Linked DNA regions of Mus musculus: regions 2, 3, 4, 5 and 6 are each linked to region 1. A link is a contact called in public Hi-C, HiChIP or PLAC-seq and Micro-C data. All regions are on one chromosome and are shown on one strand. The core of a region is the stretch at or near the end of the contact, and the rest is flanking DNA. Distances in the headings are between cores, read along the strand shown.

Region 1 (2,889 bases), core at 264-2,763:
TAATGCTGGTCATTAGAAGATGAGGATCTTGGCTCTGCTAGCAAAGAGCTGAGACGCGGTCAGGCGCCTGGAGGAACACTTGCTTTGTATCTGAGGCACGAACTCTGTGCCCTCCCGTGCCCACACTCAAACTGATGATAGAGTCAAACAGACAAGAGCTAATGCTCTCTGCAGCCAGTCCTCCAGTATTTGCAACCGTGGTTGACAAAAGAATGGGAAGAAAAGATGGGGTTTCTTTGTTTCTATCAGTCTACCCTTCCCCTTTCTGTCAATCCTGCTGTTCCCTCTGGCCCCAGGGGTATCTCCCACTAACACTCTGACTAGGTAAATTGAAAACGCATTCTCAGGATACCCAAGTCAGTCTTTCACTCTTTCTGCCTTCCCCAACCCTCTCCCCACCCCATCCCCCTGCCCCACCGCCTCCGTGAAACCTAGTTCTGCAGAACCTCAGGTTCTGCACACAGGGGCAGGGAATCTTGCCTTCCAGGGAGGAAGGGGGCTTCATTTCGATCACACGGAGGAGCTGAAGTTTTGATAGGGACCGGCCCTGGTAATGGGCGTCAGGAGCCTGTGCTCTGATAGACCCGAAAACCTTAGTTCTGTACTGAAACTTGAAGCTGTAAATTTCCCGGCAGCAAGGGGCAGGGAGTGGAAGGACCTCCCGGAGAAGTAGAAAGCGGTCAGTTTCGAACTACTGAAAAGCTTGCCTGAAATCATTCTCGAACGTTTTCGGAATGGACCTCACAACAAGTGACTTAAGTACAGGCCCTGGGGATTTTTTTTTCAGTGTTGGCTGTGGTTTTAGCTACATCCTCAATTCCCAGGCAGGATTGACAGCTCCAGTTTCACCGAGGGTGGGGTCACGATACTTGCCTTCTAGCCAGGGTAGTCCTGGCTCCGCCCTCCAAGCCCCGCCCAGAGTCCTTTGAACTTCTGGGCACCGCTGGCCTTAGAGCGGAGCAGAGCGGAGTCGGGCGCTCCCTGGAGTTCTGATCAGCCTTTAGACACCAAAATAAAGTAGCAGCAAGTGGAAAATCAGCTGAGATCCTCTTTTAGAACCCAGAGTAGGCATTCCGATGGAAAGAGGAGTCCGGCAGTTAAAACAAACATAAACCCTCTCCGAGTTGGGGACATCCGAAGAGCTTAGGGACTTGCCCCGGCCGGTCTATCCGCAGCCCTGCGGGCGGGCGCGTTGCATCCGACCCGGATCCGCCAAGAGCCCGGGACCAGGACTGTCCTGTCGGCCGCTCCTCGGATTTGTGACGTGCCTCAGGCTGTGGCGGTGACGGGGCCACCACACAAAGCCGGGCGGTCCGGGCGGAGGACCCCAGGCCAAGAGTCCTGACGGGATGGGGAGGGAACGGGGAGCGAGGCGCCCCCGGGCTCCCGGGCTCCCCGCAGCATTAAAGTGAGCACCCAGTCAGCGGCGGGGAGCCGGCGGAGGGCGGCCCGAGATCGCCGTGTGCGCGCTTGGCTTCTGTGGCCTCGCTGGCGGTCGGCTCGCCTAGCCCGGCGGGGGATAGCCACGCCCACTTTGGGGTGGAGCCGCGGCCCGGGGAGGTTCCGCTGTTGGAGACGCCCGGGCACGGGGCGGGAGCTGTGGCAGCAGCTGCTGCACAGGAGGAGACAGCAGCGTCAGGAGCTGCTGCAGCAGCGGCGGAGGCTGCTTCTGGACGCCTTGGGGTCGCGCAGCCGCAGCCCCAGTCCAGAGGCTCCAGGCGGTGCGGTGGGCGCTGCCGCCGCCGCTGCTGCTGCTGCTGCTGCGGGCCCCTTGCCGTTACCCGGGCCCCCTCTGCCACCCGGGCCCCGGATGCCGTCTGCACTCCCGTCAAGCCTGCTGGAGAGTGCTCCCCAGCCTGGACGCCGCCCCCGGCCTGGTCTCCACTCCTCCGCCGCACCTCCCATGACAGCTCCTGCTCGAAGATGGCTGCGAAGGGCGCGCACGGCACCCACCTGAAGGTGGAGAGCGAGGTGGAGCGCTGCCGCGCCGAGGGCCAGTGGGACCGCATGTTCGAGCTGGCCCGGCATCTGCAGATGCTGGGCATTTCCGGCGGCGGCAGTAGCAACCGGCGAAACAGCCCGAGCGGCAGGTTCACCACTCTGGACACCGGTGAGTGAGGGAAGGGCAGATTCGCCCGGAGCGAGCGCGCGAAAAGCACCGCCTCGTCCAGGAAGCGCGACTCAACCGACCCGTCCCGGAGCCGGCGCTGGGTGCTACCCTCCGGCTTGCCGAGGCAGTTAGGAAAGTCGTCTGTCCCAAGAGAAAAATCGCTTTGCAGATTGGGTGTTTGAAGAGAAGAGAGAGAAAGAGAAAAGTTTGTGCTCTCTGCCTTTTAAGGTCACGTGGGTAACCCTACCCTGAAATGGAGGTTTCTGTAGGTATCAGAGAAGTGCATTCATTAGACCGGACCGTTGCCTCCCTAAACTGTCGAAACTCCCTCATGTTAAATTTGTTCCTCTGTGTCTTCTCTTATTTTCCCCTCAAATAAAGTTGAGACCAAGCTCTGTCCACAGCAGACTTAGACCGATGCGTTTGGTCAGAGAAGAGGCCGGCGAACCTCAGTTTCTTCGCCAGTGGCGGACACTGGCCCCATCCAGTCCTGGCAGCCTGTGGCTTTTGCAGCAGGGCTGGTTTAGTTGGGCTGGGCTCTTGTGCTGGGGCGGGAAAGCACCCTGATGGGGTAGAGGGAGAACCCCGCCCAGTCTTCAGACCCAGATCCTGTTTCGGGTGTCTTGCTCTCTGCGGTGGGAGAGGTTCAGAGCCCGCCGCGTGTGCACACCCACCTTTTCCGAAGTGGGCAGAGAATAAGTCCGACTATAAAGAGTTTTCCAAAACCACCCAGCCCGGGACACCTCTGTGGGAGCGATGGGGTGATTATAACCCTGATC
Region 2 (2,889 bases), core at 290-2,789, 980 kb before region 1:
GTGTGTTTAGGTTTGGGGTATTGTACTACATATAATGTGCCTCAAAAATGAGATTCTTTCTCCCTCTATTTCTTTTGTTTTCATTCAATCTTCTGATAACATCAGGGAGAAACACGCAACTTGGGGCTTCAGCACCATTAACCTTTAACACTCACTAATCTCCCTTTTTAAACAAAAGGAGACAGCCTCACAATAATATTGTTTTGGTTTTATTGTAGCAAAAAAATATTTATGGCTAGTAATACTAGTTTCCCCAGGTAGTAACACATTTTTTTTTTAATTAACACTATGTAGCCAAGCATGGAGGTGCACACCTTTCATCCCAACAGAGGCAGAGGGGCAGAGAGGTAGAGGAGAGACAGAGAGGCAGAGGGTCAGAGGAGCAGAGGGGCAGAGGGGCAGAGGGGCAGAGGGGCAGAGGGGCAGAGGGTTGGCAGAGGGGCAGAGGGTTGGCAGAGGGGCAGAGGGGCAGAAGCAGATGGATCACTCTGATTCAAAGTCAGTTTGATCTACATAGTAAGTTCTAGGGCCAGCTAAGACTTTATTGTTTATTGCCTCAAAAACATAAAACAACAACAAAAATTAACACTCCCTAAGAAAGAAGAACAGTAAGCTGAAAGTATATGCTGTCCAAGATTTGAGAAAGCTGACAGGGTAGGAAACACTTGGGGGGAGGCAGGGTGGGACCGACAGGGGTGGGTTTTACAGGGAAACAGAAAACAAAACTAATCCTGTCATTTAAAATTGTGTGGACATTATGTGTAGCTCTTAGTTTGATTTCCCAAACTAATGAGGATGGTTGCTCTCAGAGTCGGGGCATTAAGTGATAGGATCAGGTCCAGGGGATCTGTGGTGGGGAGCTGGGGAGATCTGTGGTGGCCCAGAGAGCACTCAGTCCATCCTAGGAAGTGCAGCAGATGTGTGGTTCCTCCAGGAAGCCACGCTCTGACCTCTGCCTTCCGTGCAGCAGCGGACAGCTGGAAAGCAGTGCCCGGTGCCTGCTGGAGCGAAGTAGAGACAAAGGATCTGGAGGCTGCCTTGAAGCCTCTCCCTTACCCACCAACAGTGACCCAACACCTTCTAGGGATCTACTGGCAGCAGGAAGCAGCCAAGCCTCCTTGTGTCTCTTGAGGAACACTCATCTTACAGCCCTGCGAGGCATAGAGGGATGGTTAGTTATCTCCTGGTTGCCAGGCAGCACCTGTGCCTTGCACAGACACATCCTGAGATCTTTGCATGGCGTTCGTTAGCAATGTCGTGGGGACCTTGAGTTCCGTCTTCTGCTGTTTTCTATATGTCCTGTGCTTTCCCCCCCCCCCCTTGCGGTCTGGGTTCCTGTGCATGGTGCCGTGTTCTCCAGCATTTCCTGTTATGCCTAGCTTGGACACCCAGGAGAACGTGTCCCTGGACTCCAGGAGGAGTTACAGTAATGAGACAGTTCAAGCGGCAGTTGCTATTTAGCAGCCTCCTCCACGGGGTTCCAAGAAAACTGTGACATCAGTGAAGTTTATATTCTCTACCCCGACTTCCGTTTCTGGGCCCTCCCACTCCTTTTCTGGTGTCTGCTCTCAGCCATTTTATCTTTAGGCTCCATCTGCACACTGCCTAGCTCGCTGCAACCAGACAAGCAGTCCTGACGCAGCCGGGTCCCATTTCTGAGGTGCGGGGACAGGCGTCAGCCCTGAGGTTCTGTTGGGAGACCGGCTGCTCTGTGTGTGAGAAGGTAGAGCAAGGCGATGAGTGGCTAAGGTTGTTATGATACAGCAGCAGCCAACCTTCCTGGGCATTTGCCACAGAGTCTATCCTGTGGATGCCGATCCTCTCAATAATGTCTATAGGAGCCATTATTTTTAATTAATTGTGATTGACTTAGCTAGCGAGCGAGTTTGCAGAACTGTGTTGAGGATTGGACCATGTGCATGCTCGGCGAATACGTTGTCTCTGAATTACAGCTGCAACCCAAGGTAGCCGCTGTCAATAGCCCTGTTTTGTTTTTGTTTTTTACTTTACATGTGCCTTATTACATGAATTGACAGTCTTTGGAAATGCACAGCCAAAGAAGAGAAGTCACTGTTATACTAAGCTTGACGGAGAGCATATAGTCCTGTAGAAACCTCAGTGCGCAATGGTCCCATTTTACAGATGGGGAGACTGCACAGTATAGCTTGTGTAAAACCATACAGAACTAGGTCAGCCTCGTTCCAAAACCTACTGTGTGCTGTAAAGCTAGGATTTCTCACCCTCTCCCAGTGAGTCACCGGAGGCTTTGGTTCAAGTTCAGATTTCCAACGGAATGGAGCAGCTCACACTGTAATCCCAGACTCAGGAGCTGCTAGCTCCTCTCCTCCCCCCAGAGTCCAGATTCCGTAGGTGAACCACCCGACTGGATGACCCATAGGTTTGGAAACTGCACACAGAGTAGAGACCAAGGGACATTTTTCTGCTGGTGACTGTAGGAACAGCTACAGTAGGCCCTATAAAACCGAAGTACTGTTCTCCAAGCTGGGAGAAACCAGGCTTCTATGAAGGCCCCGCTGGGGAGCACTGAGCCTCTGCCATGAGCTCATGAGCTTGGACCACAGCCCGGGTTTCAGAACTTAGCCTAATGCAGCTCTGGGCACGCTCGGTAATTGCACCTAGTGTGGTGCTTGGATGGACTTAGAGAGCAGAGTGACCAGCAAAATCAAAACATAGTGAGAGGCAGAGCGGGGAAGAGAACGAGAGCAAGCAGACGTCAGCCAGGGACTCTAGGCCAGGCGAAAGCAACGGGCAAGGTTGGCTACATGGTGGAACAGAGCCTTTTGGGCCCCAGGGGAAGTTGAGCGTGAGCTGTAGGGCCAAGTGGTCTCCTACTCAGGGGCTCATGGATTTACAGGAGGGGCAGGTAAC
Region 3 (2,889 bases), core at 235-2,734, 790 kb before region 1:
TCAACTCCATGTGCACATTTCTTCCTTTGTGCAGAGAGCCATGTGAAATCCCGCTTTCTCAGTAGGAAAACCTTAAGCATGAGCTCTGAGCGTCTGTCCTTGGTGGACTCCAGGTTCAGAGCAAACCTTGCTGTGTAGGACTCTGGAAGCTGAATGTCCTTAACTGATTTTCCTGGTGCTTGCTAACCATTCTGCTCTTCTTCTCCACGTGAGAGGAGAGCTGGATAATTGTGTAGTGGATCCGGGCCTTTGCCCTTGAGGGCATTTCCCCCAGATCTCTGCTGCACTCTATGCCTTGTGGGGCTGTGCCCACCAGTGATGGTCCTGGCAAAATGCAAAGAGCCCAGAAAAATGAGGGGCATTTCAGATATCTGTCTATCTGTCTCCTTGTCTGTCTTAATACCGTGCCTGGTGTAGCAGTTAGGTTCTCTCATTTGTGCTGGGCTCTGGGAAGCAGCCAGGAGTGAAAGGCCTAATTCACCATTCCAAGGCCATTCTGAGGGAAGGCTCCGTGAAGCCCTCAGGCACAGGGCCTGCCTCTGCAGGCACTCACCTGCCCTATCTGTCCCGAGATCACCTGGCAGGGAGGTTACTGAAATTTCCTCAGATGGCAACTGCTGAATCGATCACATTCTTTAAAAACTAGCTTAATAAGAAACAGACCCCAGGCCTCTGGTTTACGTGTGGCTCTGGCTTAGGCTATGAGCAGGGCTAGGTCTGAATCTGAGCAGGATTCTAGGGAACTGAGCATGCTCAGAACTCCCAGGTCTGCACGTAAGGTAGACAGGATAGGGGTCCTGAAGACTCTGAGCGCTTAGCTGGCTTCTTAGGCAAAATCACACCATCGCAAGCAGCTTGGAGCCCGTTTTACATAGGCTGTATTTTGTAGGTGACAGAATCCGCACCCTCTCAAGTTCCTTGGGTTATGTTCGGTTTACTTTGACGGCAACATTGGAATAGCATTCTTCAAAGTTCCCAGGAAGGAGAATGACCTGCAACTATTTGGAGATAAATGAAAACGCCAACTGATAGGCAAATGCCAAGAAAACAGACTCCCCATAAGCCCTCAGGGGAAGGAATTGTGTCTTTACCTGCAGCACTGTGGATAAAACTGTAAAGGCAAACACAGGGCACGATTAAGTACACACAGATAAAGAGGTTATGTTCAGTAAGAAAAGATAGCAGCAGCTTGTCATGAAGCAGGCAAGGGAGGGCCAGTGCGGAGAGCAAGAGGTTTGTCTTTATGTCTCTTATGTGTACCGACTTAGAAGTAACAACCCCAAATAACTAGACAGAGGAGAAAACTCTCCCACAAAGAGAATCGACTGGAAAATAAATCTCCCAGGAAGGTAGACTGCAAGTTGAAAGCAGAGTCAGGGTAATGTCTCCCGTTTGTCAAGGAAGAGGAAGCAAGCCAACAGAAGGGGAAGGTGAAAGCGGCCCCATGCTCAGAGACGCTATTCTCTGAAGTAGCCCTCTTAAAAACCAGGAAATGTGGGCTGCAGAGATGGCTCAGCAGTTAGGGGCACTGTCTGCTCTTCTAGAGGTCCTGAGCAACCACGTGGTGGCTCACAACCATCTGTAATGGGATCCGATGCCCTCTCCTGGTGTGTCTGAAGACATGTACTTATATAAGTAAATAAACAAGTCTTTTTTTAAAAATCGGGAAGTGTGTAAAATGTTCAACCCTTTAGTTCTAAAACTATCTATTTCAAGGATATAATGCCAAACAAAATTTTAAATTGTGTCCAAAAGCACTCAGCGCAACTTATATAGAACTTAATTGGGTATAACTTGTTTCTAATATGAAGGAGATAGCAGAATCAATTATAGTGTATTTACTTTGAACTGAGTACCAGCAATCATGATAGAGATGAAGACTTTATAGGAAAATACATATAACATATTGCTTCTTCTGAAAGTCTGTATGTGTGTGTGGTATGGTGGGGCACACCTAATATTTTAGCATTTGGATGAAACAGAAGTGTCATGAGTTCAAGACCAACATGGGCTACATAGTGGGAACTGTCAAAAGAAATGAAGAAAGAGGGAAAAGGCGAGAAGAGAAAGATACAAGGGAGAGATAGGAAGCACGCTACATTTGTTCTCTGATAATTACAGTATCACTAGTGGAGATGAAGATATGAATAATTAGCCCCTGTGCATTAAACTTCTCTTACCTGAGCACTGTGCCAGAGATTTAAAAAAAAAAAACCCCTTAGGTAGTTTCCCTAAACGTTTAAAATGTTAGCTTCCTAAACATCTTCATTAAAAATGAAAGAAAGAAACAATTGACACTTAGATATTTGACATCATTTGGTTCTGTGGGTGTGAAGACTGACCAGATGTGTTAAAACTGGTTGCAGGTCATGTTGGCGGAACTCAAAGGCAAAGATGAAGTCTACGCTGTGAAGGTCTTGAAGAAGGACGTTATCCTACAAGACGATGATGTGGACTGCACAATGACAGAGAAGAGGATTTTGGCTCTGGCTCGGAAACACCCTTATCTAACCCAACTCTATTGCTGCTTCCAGACCAAGGTATGCTTAAGAAGGGGCTGGCCAGCTGACCTCTTGGGTAGTATCGTGGCATCTAACACACAGAATCTAAGCTATCAGAAACCACTTTTGACCGTCTGCGTACCTCTCTCCAAGACTTAGTGTGGTGGAGTGGATTTTACCCTTGCAGAGATAGGCGTTCGATTGAACACCATATGTGTGTCTGTGCAGGGATGAAAGATCGATAGTGCACTTTCAGATTGTGGCAACTCAAAGCCAAATGGTCAACCCCAGTGTTGACTCATTGGAAAAACCAACAGATGCGGTGTAAACCCGGTTCCAGCTCTTTTCAATCAACAGTAAGATTGCTTCTAGGCTGCTTCAGCTCAAA
Region 4 (2,889 bases), core at 111-2,610, 780 kb after region 1:
CCCACCCTCCTGCCCGCCCCCGGCCGCGAACAGACTCCCGTGGGGTGGGCGAGCCAGCCGGGAAGCCCCAAGGAGGGGTGGGGACGGAGGGTGCCAGCCCCGAAACCAAACAAAGCGCGGCCTGAGCCGCAGCCCGGGCGGATCGCGCAGCCGCGGCTTTTCCTGCCGGCCAGGCCCGGCCGGGCCGGGCCCAGGCGAACACTGCGGCACGGTGGGACCCGCCTCCGCTCGGCCTCCGTCTCCCACCCCGGGCGCGCCGCCGCCGCCGCCGCCGCCCCCGCCCGGCCTCCCGCCCGCCCAGCCAGGCCCCGAGCGCGGCCTTACCCCTCTCGCCGGCGTTGTTCCGATCCTGAGGCGGCGGCGGAGGCGGCGGGGGCGGCGGCGGGGGCTGCTGCTGCGGCGGCGGCGGGGGCTGCTGCTGCGGCGGCTGCTGGGGCGGCTGCGGCGGCGGCTGTTGCTGAGGCGGCTGCGGCGGCGGCTGCTGCGGGGGCTGCTGCTGCTGCTGTTGCACCGGGCGCGGCCGCGACACTCGCCTGGGTCTCCGGTTGGCGGCTCGGACGGAGTTCATTTGCCGGGCTGAGGTGGCGGCGTTGGCGGAGGGACACACACACTCACGCGCACACGCACCGCGAGCTCCGGGGCCGGGGAGGAAGGGGGTGGGGAGCGGGAAGGAGCGGGGCGGCCGGGGACGCGGGGACCGGGGGGCCACCGGGCGTGAGCTTCCCCCGGCTCCGCGGGGAGGCTGGGGGCACCACCGGAGCTTGAGCGAGGCCCGCCGGCCGGGCCTGGCGCACGGGCAAGGCCGAGGCCGCCGGGCGGGGCGGCCGCGAGGGACGCAGACAGAGAGACGGGCCGGGCAAGAGAAAGAAAGAAAGGGCGTCCGTCCGCCTGGGGAGCCCGAGGCGAAGCGCGGCGGCGGCCGAGCAGACGAGCCGGGCCCGCCGACTCCCGAGCGGCGTCTCCGGCAGCGGCGGCGGCGGGGGGAGTGGGCGGACGGGCGATCTCGGAGAGGGCGAGCCGAGCGGGGCGGGAGCGCGCGGGGGGCGCCCGGCTCCTCCGTTCCTCGTCCTCCCCCCACACCCCCTGAAAGAGCGCCCTGCGAGGAATTTTCTCTTTCTTCGGCCTCTTCTCTCTCCTCCGCCCCCCCCACCCCCACCCTCGGCGAAGGGGAAATGAGTGTAAAAGGGAGGAGATAGGGGCAAAAGAGGCGTCGTCGTTCCTCCTCCTTAAAGGAACCTTCCCTCCTCAGCCCCAGCGCCGCCGCCGCCGCTGCCGCTGCTGCTGCTGCCGCTGCTGCTGCTGCTGCTGCTCCGTGGCAGGAGGAGCCATTGACACCGCCGGAGCCTCTCCGCTCAAGCCCTGTCGGTCCCTCCCCGCCGCGGGGCTGGCCGGGGGGCGCGGGGGGAGGGCCGCGAGCCGGCGGGGGAGGGGCGGGGGCGGGGACAGAGGGGGCGTGGATTCCGGCGGGGCCTGACCAATGGGAAGCGCCCGTACGGTGTCGGAGCCAATGGAGCCTCCTCTCTTATCGCGGAGCCCCCTTCCTCCAACACCCTGTTTCCTCTCTCGGGTTTCCTCCTTCCCCGACGGAGGAGGAGGAGGAGGAAAGAGGAAAGGGGGGAGTGTGGCAGGGCGGGTGATAATGGGGAGGTATCAGGGCATATAATGGAGCCGGGGGTGGGCGAAGGAGCGGCAGTACGTAGCGAAGGTTCTAGGATAGGAGGTGCTCTGAAGGAAGGGCGGGGGCTGCTGATGCAATTGGGAGAAGTGATTAATCCTGCCTTTTGCCGGTTCAGCCTCCCTCCACCCCAACCTTCACCTGGTTCTCTTAAACGCCACAAGGAGTGAGGGACTCCGTCTTGGGTAACTCCGGATTTCTGGGCTCGGTAGGTTCAAGCTCTCAGCTGTAGGGAGCGCTCCAGGCTCTGTGCGTTTTTAGTCCAGCTGAAGGGATTTATTTGCAAACCTTAAGAAATCTTGTTTCGGCTCTGCTGAGAACTTAAGAGAGAGTCTGGAGTCGGTTCCAGCTTTTGTCGCCCAAACTTTCAGAATGTTTTAGATCTTTAACCAAGTTAGTTTGCTTTAGGCTTTTTTTTTGGGGGGGGGGGGGGGGCAAGTGGTCTACATGGTGTTCCGGAAGAAGTAAAATAAAACGGGTGGAGGTTGTGATGGATTATATTGGTTTTGTTTTAGGTCCCACGAAGTCAAGAAAGATAAACCCCCGAGAGGAATAATCTTTTGTATCTGTGTCTGGTCCCCTTAGCACAATCTCTCCCCAAGGAAAATGTGTTTCTATTCCCTGGCCGCCGTTATGAAGACTGAAAATGTACTCCGCTCACTATTCCTTATTGCATAGCTAGTGGTTTATCTCTGGATTCCCTCATTTCGGAGCTGTCAGTGATTTTCTACTTGAATTTCATTGATTGCTTTCTAGGCTTAAGATAGATAAAACATTACAAAGCTTCAGAAAGGGAGGGAGAAAAGTGAATTCTAAGGGACGCACAGGAGAGGTAAGTCTACGGTATTGTGCTATGTGTAAATTACAGATTTTTTTCTTTTTTTCTTTTTTTCTTTTTCTTTTTTTTTTTCTTTTTTCTTTCTTGGTTTTTTGAGACAGAATTTCTCTGTGTAGTCCTGGCTGTCCTGGAACTCATTCTGTAGATCAGGCTGGCCTCTAACTCAGAAATCCGCCTGCCTCTGCCTCCCACGTGCTGGGATTAAAGGCATTCGCCACCACTGTTGGCAAATCACCCTTCTAGATGTCAGACATCTCCTGCCATTTAAATAATAACCTATCATATGATGTACAATTGCTGGGTTTTTTTTTTTCTTTTTTGGTCATGTGATTTTCAAAGACTCACAATCTTTTCAAAACCTGTATGTGAAGACAGC
Region 5 (2,889 bases), core at 277-2,776, 530 kb before region 1:
TCCCCAAGACTTTCAAAAAGTATCCACCTTCTTCATGCTTAAACAAACTTAAAAATCGCCCCCACCCCAAGACACAGTCACACACACAGTCTCTGGTTATAATTTTACTAGGAAACTTGTGTTTAAGAATAGTTCGGGAAGCACAAACTTTAGATACCAGGGCAGCCCAATTTGAGGGACCGTGCTTTCTCCGCAATTCACAACTATGGAGCCCGTTGGCTCTTTCCCTAGCCTTCAAAAATCCATGGCTGCCCTTCTTCCTTCTGGAGATTTTCCTGCAGAAGTAGGAAATGGGAAAGTGTCTAAGATCAAAGCAGGAGTGGGCATCTCACAGGTGGAAAGGCCAAAGAACCCTCTGACTGCCTAGGGAAGAGGAGACTTCATAACACCACGTCCTGCAGTTGGCTGTATCCTTCGAACCCCGGAAGAGCACATCCAGTGATTTGGGAACACGCTATCAACACATCCCAACATCACACTCAGGAACTCTCTGGGGAGCCCACGGTGATACTGGGGTATTGAGAGCGGGCAGAGGCCTGAGGGAGCTCCAAGGCTCTCCTCTCAGGCATACACTTAAACCTAACAGTCTACCACGAGCACCTCAAAACCCACAAACCGGTTGAGGAAGACACAGGCAGGAGCAACCCTAGATCATTTTTGTCCCAGTTTCTCCCACAACTTTCTGCCACTCGGGACTCAGAAGTCAAGGTCAGTTTGGCCAAAGAGAGCGCACCTCCAAGGCAGACAAGAACAAGAGCCGACAGGGTCCTGGGGATCATTACCGCCGGCCGAAGGGAGCCAAGTGGATGGTTTAGGGGACTATAGCAGCACCCGGAAGCGGGGGGGGGGGGGGTTGGCTGGGCGCTCGCTGCACGCCCTAGCTGCGCTCGCGATCTCCGACCCAGCGCTCCTGCCCTAGCCTAGCTCTTAGGGGAAAAGTGAGGCTGAAAGGACACTGGCGCAAAGGCATACTCCGAACTTGGGTAGCAGATCCCCGCCATTACTCAGTCCTGCGCTAACTGCGCTTCCATTTGGAGTCCCATATAGTTACTCGCCACCAGCGACCTCAAAAACAAGTCGCAGTTCTGCGGAAGGAGGAGGAAGGGCAGGCGGGCGCCCGAGGAGCGCAGCTCCAGAGAAAGGGGAGGGACGGGGTCAGGGCAGAGGCTGTGGCCGCGCCTCCCTATTGGCCGGGACACGGTGGGAAGTCGGGGCAGGCAGCCAGCGTGCGGGGCGGGGCTTCTCTGGAGCCCCGCCCCCGGCCCGCCCCCAGCCCGATGTCCCACTCCCGCGCCCCTCGCGCCCTCCCGCGGGCGGGCCGTCCGAGTTTTTAAAGTGGGCTGACAGCCGAGGAGGCCGGACATTCGAGAGCGGCCGGTGTACAGCTCCGGAGTCCGCAGCGCTCCGCTCCAGCTCTCCTGAGGCGGCCGTACAATCCTCGGCAGTGTCCTGAGACTGTATGGTCATCTCAGCGGCCGCACTCGCTTGCCCCCGGATTTTTTTCCAACTTGCTCTCTTCGAGCCATTTTTTTTTCTTTTTTTCTTTTTCTTTTTTTCTTTTTCTTTTTTGGTTGGTTGGTTTTGATTTGTCAGATCCCAGAAAAGTGACTCCTGTTCGGGGCTAAACGGAACTCCAGGTCCCTTGTCGCTGCTCTCTCTCTCTTTTGGCGTCTTACAACCTCCTCCCACTCCTTTCCCCGGCCCCGCCTCCTCCTGCAGGTTCCTCCCCGTCACCCCCCTCCTCCCTCCTCCTCCTCCGCACCTAGCCAGCCCTCTGCAAACTTCCACCTGATTGAGCGGGACTCTCGGACCTGCGAGCACTAAAGACCTTTCACACCTGCCCGGGCGACAGAGAGCTGCGGAGGGCCACAGCAAAGAGAGCGGCTGCAGCCCCTACGGGGTTAAGGAACCCAGGTGCTCCGGGTCTCGGAGGGCCACGGCGACAATGACAGCTGACAAGGAGAAAAAAAGGTAAGCGGGAGTCAAAGCTGGCGACCGACTTGGTCCCAGGCATTGGCGGAACTGCGCGTGGCGGGCGCGACCCGGGGCAGTCGGGAGAGGGGTGCGAGAGTTCTCGGAGGCTGGAGGACCGCTGTTGAGGGGCTTTGAGTAAGCGAGTCGGTGATGCCTTTAGGGACAAGGAGCTGCGGTGTCGCAGTAGAGTTGCAAAGCGGATAGTTCCGAGACCTTGAGACACGGAGAGATGGCCCTGGAGGTCAGGGGTGCTTCCGCGGCGCCTTCCAAAGTCTGTCGTCCCTGGAGCACCAAGCTTCCCTAGCGAGTGTTTTGAAATGTTTCTGGGCTGATGCCCTCGACTCTTAGGGTTTCCATGCTGGAGCAGTAGACACGCCTTTCTTTTCCTAAGACCCTCTAGGTCTTTCCGAGAGCGTTCCTATGCGGGCTTTGCGCCCCAAACTAGCATGGAACAGAGGGCAAAGCGCAACTCTGGGGTGCGCCCTGACCGAGAAGCCGGAACACTGTCAAGGGTCCTGCTCCAGACGGCACCCAAGTTTGTTCAACCCCCTTAACCTTACCCTACACCTAGACTCCGGCAGAGAGTGGGGAGTGAGTGACCTGGATTGCCCTGCGGGGGCAGGTGCTCTAGTGTGCAGAGAGAAGACCGTGACACCCGGCGGCTCCGAGTGTCTGATTCTTAAGACGAAGGGCAGCCACGAAGGTTTGTCCTCGCGAACCTTTCGGCACTGGGTGAGAGGCAACTCGGGGCAACTCGCGCTGCCCTCGAGCCTCCTTCAATCCGCCCCGCATCTGGTGACTTGACACCCAGCTCTAGGAGCTGAGGTGGGAACACACTGTGACCCCGCCGCAGACCTGGGTACATTCTCGTCGCCTGCAAAAGTTTATAGCTGGCCGCCTGGCACTTTGCTCCTG
Region 6 (2,889 bases), core at 136-2,635, 520 kb after region 1:
AGGGGGTGGGGGAGTGTCAACAGAAGAGGAGGAAATTAAAACGCTGAGAATGGATGCAGAAATGGCTTTTATAATCATTCCTGAGGATAGTAAGGGCTGGGTTGGGTAGGAAATAGCAGCCCTTGACATACATTCTCACATACGCTCTTACAGAGGACAATACTAAGGCGCAGAGGCTGAACAAGGAGCCTTCAAAGTGTTTGGCTCTTGATTGACACACAGTCAATGAGTGTTAGCCGATTGGAAAGAGCTAGAGATGGTCCATTCGGGCAAACCCCTCGCTCCGAATGCAGGAAAGAAAAGTAGGAGGACGAGAGAGGACAGAGAGTGAGACAAAAGTAGGAAAATCAATACGGAAAGGAGGATCCCGCGGACGCCAGCCCGGTCCCCGATCCGTGGAAAGGGCAGCGAGTGACAGGCGCGCAGAGGAAAGACGCGCGGGGTGCGCCGCTCACCTATGGTCGACACCACGGTGCCCACGAAGTAGAAGGCTCCAGGGAAGTCCCAGCGCGGGCGCAGCGCGTCGGCGCGGACCCCGGCGGCCAGCGCGGCCTCGTAGTGCCGGAGGAAGGCGCGCAGCTCGGGCTCCGCCACGCCGTGCGCAGCGCTGAAGTTGCGCAGCGTGGCGCCCCAGCGCGCCCGCGCCTCCGCCTCGCCCGGGCTTTCGAGCGCAGAGAACACGGTGGCACCCGCCACCAGGTAGAGGCCGATGAGCGCCGCCAGCAGCACGAAGCGGCCGGTGTCCTCGTTGAGGTGCGAGCGGCGGCAACAGCAGCAGCAGCAGGAGGGGCGCGGCAGGCGGCGGCGGCAGCGGCGGGGCGGGGGCCGGGGGCTGCGGGAGGACATGGTCCGCAGCTCAGCCCCGGGGCTGGGGCGGCGCTCGGAGCCGAGGCCGTGACATCCCCGCCGTAGGAGCAGGAGCGTGAGGATGGTGGCCAGAGGTCAGGGGCCGCAGCGGAGCCCCCCTGCAGTCTTCCCGGAACCGGGACGGCAGGGCGATCCGCCTCCTGCCGGGCGTTCAGGCCGCGCACCGGTCGTCCGGCCCAGCGGACACCGGGGCTGGAGCGCTACTCTCCGCGCCCCGACGCCTTACAGCCTCTCGCGGCTCCTCACTTGCTGCCCTCGGGCTCCTGCCTCCGAAGCTAGGCCAGCGCCCCCGGTGGCTAGAGTCCATGGGGCTCCGGGCCGCATACTCCACTCTGGACAGGCCGCGGGCTGCGAGCAGGGTGAACCGTAGAGTCCGGACGCCTAGGATCGGAGCACGGTGGCAGGGCACAGAGGGAGTCCTCTGGAGCGTTCCATGAGGCTGCTGGGGATCGGTTTCGCCTAGGCGCAGGCTGTGCGAGCAGTCCTGTTCCTCCCCTATAATTGAGCTGGCGGCGTCGGCTTCCGAGCCTCAGAGCCCAGCCTTGTCCTCCGGGGAAGCGCTCCCTTCCTTTCCCTGCTACCGCTGAAGAGCTACCCGACACGGAGAGGCGGAGTCATCCGAGCCCGGGGCGGAGTGTTGGGGAGGGATGAGTGAGGAAGGGAGGAATGGGTGGAGAGTTGGGCTGCTGCGAAGCCTCCAGGTCGTTCTGGCCGCAACAGTGCGTCCCACCAGAGCAGGTGTCCCACTGCCGTTCTGGATGCCAGCTCGCTAAAAAACCTCGTCCTTCTTTCCCCGCGCTTGGGCTCCGAAATGTCTTCCTTTCTCAAGCCACTGGGAAACTTTGTTCAACTTGGTGCTTTGAGGTCTCAGGGACTGGGGGCCCTCGGGAGCCGAACCCGACTTTCGATTCTCGGGCTCTAGCCTGAAATTTAAGTTCCCTTTGCTCACGCTTTTGTTCCTGGGTCCAACCGCAGCTCCAGGACTCCGGCGGAGTCATCTGGGTGAAAAGATACGGTTTGGGAACCGAGGACAGGCAGCCTCTATGAGCTCCGGGCGCGGCGGGAACCAGGGCGTCTGCTCCCCCTCCCGACCGAGCGACCGGCCGGCGTCAGCACCGCGGACAGCGCATCGGTGCCGCAGCCTGCGGGTGGGAGGCTCCAGACAGTGCACCCCCCCCCCCTCCACCGTAGGCGAGGTTGCTCACCCGGCACCGGGGTGTTCCCAAGACCCTCCTTGCATTTCCTTCTATCCCCAGAGTGTCCCCTACCCTACCCCGACGCAGGTGCGGTCGCCAAAACAGCGTGTCGCCAGGGTGCGGACGCTGCGGAATAGAGACAGGAGGAGGAGTCACGCGCAGGTGGGGAACTCTGGGCCACCAGAGCAGGAGGATCACAGGCCGGGTGCTGCTGTGGCTTCTATGCTATCCCAGCTCACCAGTCCTAGGGACGAGAGCCTGGATACACCCCGGGTGCGGTGGAGGGCCAGGAGGGTAGAAGCTCGCTAGGAGGAACAGTGGTGTGCTTTGGAACACCCTAGGAAAGTGTCCTCCACCCTACCTCGGAGAGGAAAGATAGCGGATGATGCCCGCAGCCGCTGGTCCTTCTCTGCCTGGCAGAAACCAGTTTGGCTGGGGTCATAAAGTTGTGTAGTAAGGAACACCCTAGGTATAAACAGATAATCCCACCATATCCCGCTAGCTCTCCCCTCCTTTTTTATTTTTTTGGTCCCCTTCCCTTTTTCATTGGCCTCAGGGAAGATCCTGCTAGTGATATAGATAACGGGGTGGGGTGGAGTGGGGGCGGAGAGTGGTTTCTTAGACAATCCAGGTGACTGAGACCACGCTGGAAAAATCCAGAGCTGCCTCACCTGGGTCCCCTCCCCAGGCCAAGGCCAAGCTGGCTAGCTTCTACTGCAGGAAAATGCCAAGCTAAGATTTATTCAGAGAGGTGCTTGTAGTGTGGTGGACTCACTATGGACCACTCACAGAACACTTCACAGCTGTGAACCTGCGATTCTCCCAC

Evidence for each region. A called contact is a pair of places that touch in the nucleus more often than the background predicts. HiChIP or PLAC-seq counts read pairs in DNA pulled down with a chosen protein or histone mark.
Region 2: a contact with region 1 is called in a Hi-C map of regulatory T cells, with 7 times the contacts expected there. The contact joins the enhancer-like site here to the promoter of 4833418N02Rik in region 1. A contact is called at or near these places in 2 of 484 Hi-C or Micro-C datasets (the G1E-ER4 cell line and regulatory T cells).
Region 3: an H3K27ac HiChIP or PLAC-seq map of extraembryonic endoderm stem cells shows a contact between it and region 1, with 5 times the contacts expected there. The contact joins the enhancer-like site here to the promoter of 4833418N02Rik in region 1. A contact is called at or near these places in 2 of 39 promoter capture datasets (hippocampal neurons and liver), 4 of 115 datasets of contacts at active chromatin or transcription factors (embryonic forebrain, embryonic stem cells and extraembryonic endoderm stem cells) and 3 of 9 other capture datasets (adipose tissue, embryonic stem cells and liver).
Region 4: a contact with region 1 is called in an H3K27ac HiChIP or PLAC-seq map of microglia, with 5 times the contacts expected there. The contact joins the promoter of Fbxo11 here to the promoter of 4833418N02Rik in region 1. A contact is called at or near these places in 4 of 484 Hi-C or Micro-C datasets (CD4 T cells, embryonic stem cells, erythroblasts and 1 more), 4 of 115 datasets of contacts at active chromatin or transcription factors (bone marrow-derived macrophages, extraembryonic endoderm stem cells, microglia and 1 more) and 1 of 9 other capture datasets (liver).
Region 5: a Micro-C map of embryonic stem cells shows a contact between it and region 1, with 3 times the contacts expected there. The contact joins the promoter of Epas1 here to the promoter of 4833418N02Rik in region 1. A contact is called at or near these places in 2 of 39 promoter capture datasets (hippocampal neurons and liver), 3 of 484 Hi-C or Micro-C datasets (all in embryonic stem cells) and 3 of 115 datasets of contacts at active chromatin or transcription factors (embryonic stem cells, hepatocytes and pancreatic cancer cells).
Region 6: a Micro-C map of embryonic stem cells shows a contact between it and region 1, with 5 times the contacts expected there. The contact joins the promoter of Kcnk12 here to the promoter of 4833418N02Rik in region 1. A contact is called at or near these places in 1 of 39 promoter capture datasets (embryonic stem cells), 1 of 484 Hi-C or Micro-C datasets (embryonic stem cells), 1 of 115 datasets of contacts at active chromatin or transcription factors (embryonic stem cells) and 1 of 9 other capture datasets (embryonic stem cells).

Annotation. Positions count from the first base shown.
Region 1 is chr17:87,281,301-87,284,189 of GRCm38.p6, forward strand. 4833418N02Rik (RIKEN cDNA 4833418N02 gene) reads right to left here and starts at 1,514. Exons shown (of 5, transcript NR_015506.3): 1 at 874-1,514. Ttc7 (tetratricopeptide repeat domain 7) reads left to right here and starts at 1,586. Exons shown (of 20, transcript NM_028639.3): 1 at 1,586-2,110. The coding sequence starts at 1,924.
Region 2 is chr17:86,299,897-86,302,785 of GRCm38.p6, forward strand. All of the region lies in intron 1 of Prkce (protein kinase C, epsilon), which reads left to right. Among named protein-coding and RNA genes, the nearest start is that of 2010106C02Rik, 14 kb to the left of the region's middle. Within about 2 kb of position 1,540, at least 188 of the 459 cell types and tissues checked have an H3K27ac peak or open chromatin away from gene starts, as enhancers often do. A contact at or near this core is called in the G1E-ER4 cell line and regulatory T cells, where this site is marked.
Region 3 is chr17:86,493,572-86,496,460 of GRCm38.p6, forward strand. Prkce (protein kinase C, epsilon) reads left to right here. Exons shown (of 15, transcript NM_011104.3): 10 at 2,367-2,540. Among named protein-coding and RNA genes, the nearest start is that of Gm30284, 50 kb to the left of the region's middle. Within about 2 kb of position 1,485, at least 26 of the 459 cell types and tissues checked have an H3K27ac peak or open chromatin away from gene starts, as enhancers often do. A contact at or near this core is called in extraembryonic endoderm stem cells and liver, where this site is marked.
Region 4 is chr17:88,064,685-88,067,573 of GRCm38.p6, forward strand. Fbxo11 (F-box protein 11) reads right to left here and starts at 1,361. Exons shown (of 23, transcript NM_001081034.3): 1 at 325-1,361. The coding sequence starts at 568. Gm45950 (a long non-coding RNA gene) reads left to right here and starts at 1,441. Exons shown (of 2, transcript XR_385899.1): 1 at 1,441-1,883.
Region 5 is chr17:86,752,338-86,755,226 of GRCm38.p6, forward strand. It overlaps Epas1 (endothelial PAS domain protein 1), which reads left to right and starts at 1,527. Exons shown (of 16, transcript NM_010137.3): 1 at 1,527-1,971. The coding sequence starts at 1,946.
Region 6 is chr17:87,796,609-87,799,497 of GRCm38.p6, forward strand. Kcnk12 (potassium channel, subfamily K, member 12) reads right to left here and starts at 1,386. Exons shown (of 2, transcript NM_199251.1): 1 at 456-1,386. The coding sequence starts at 846.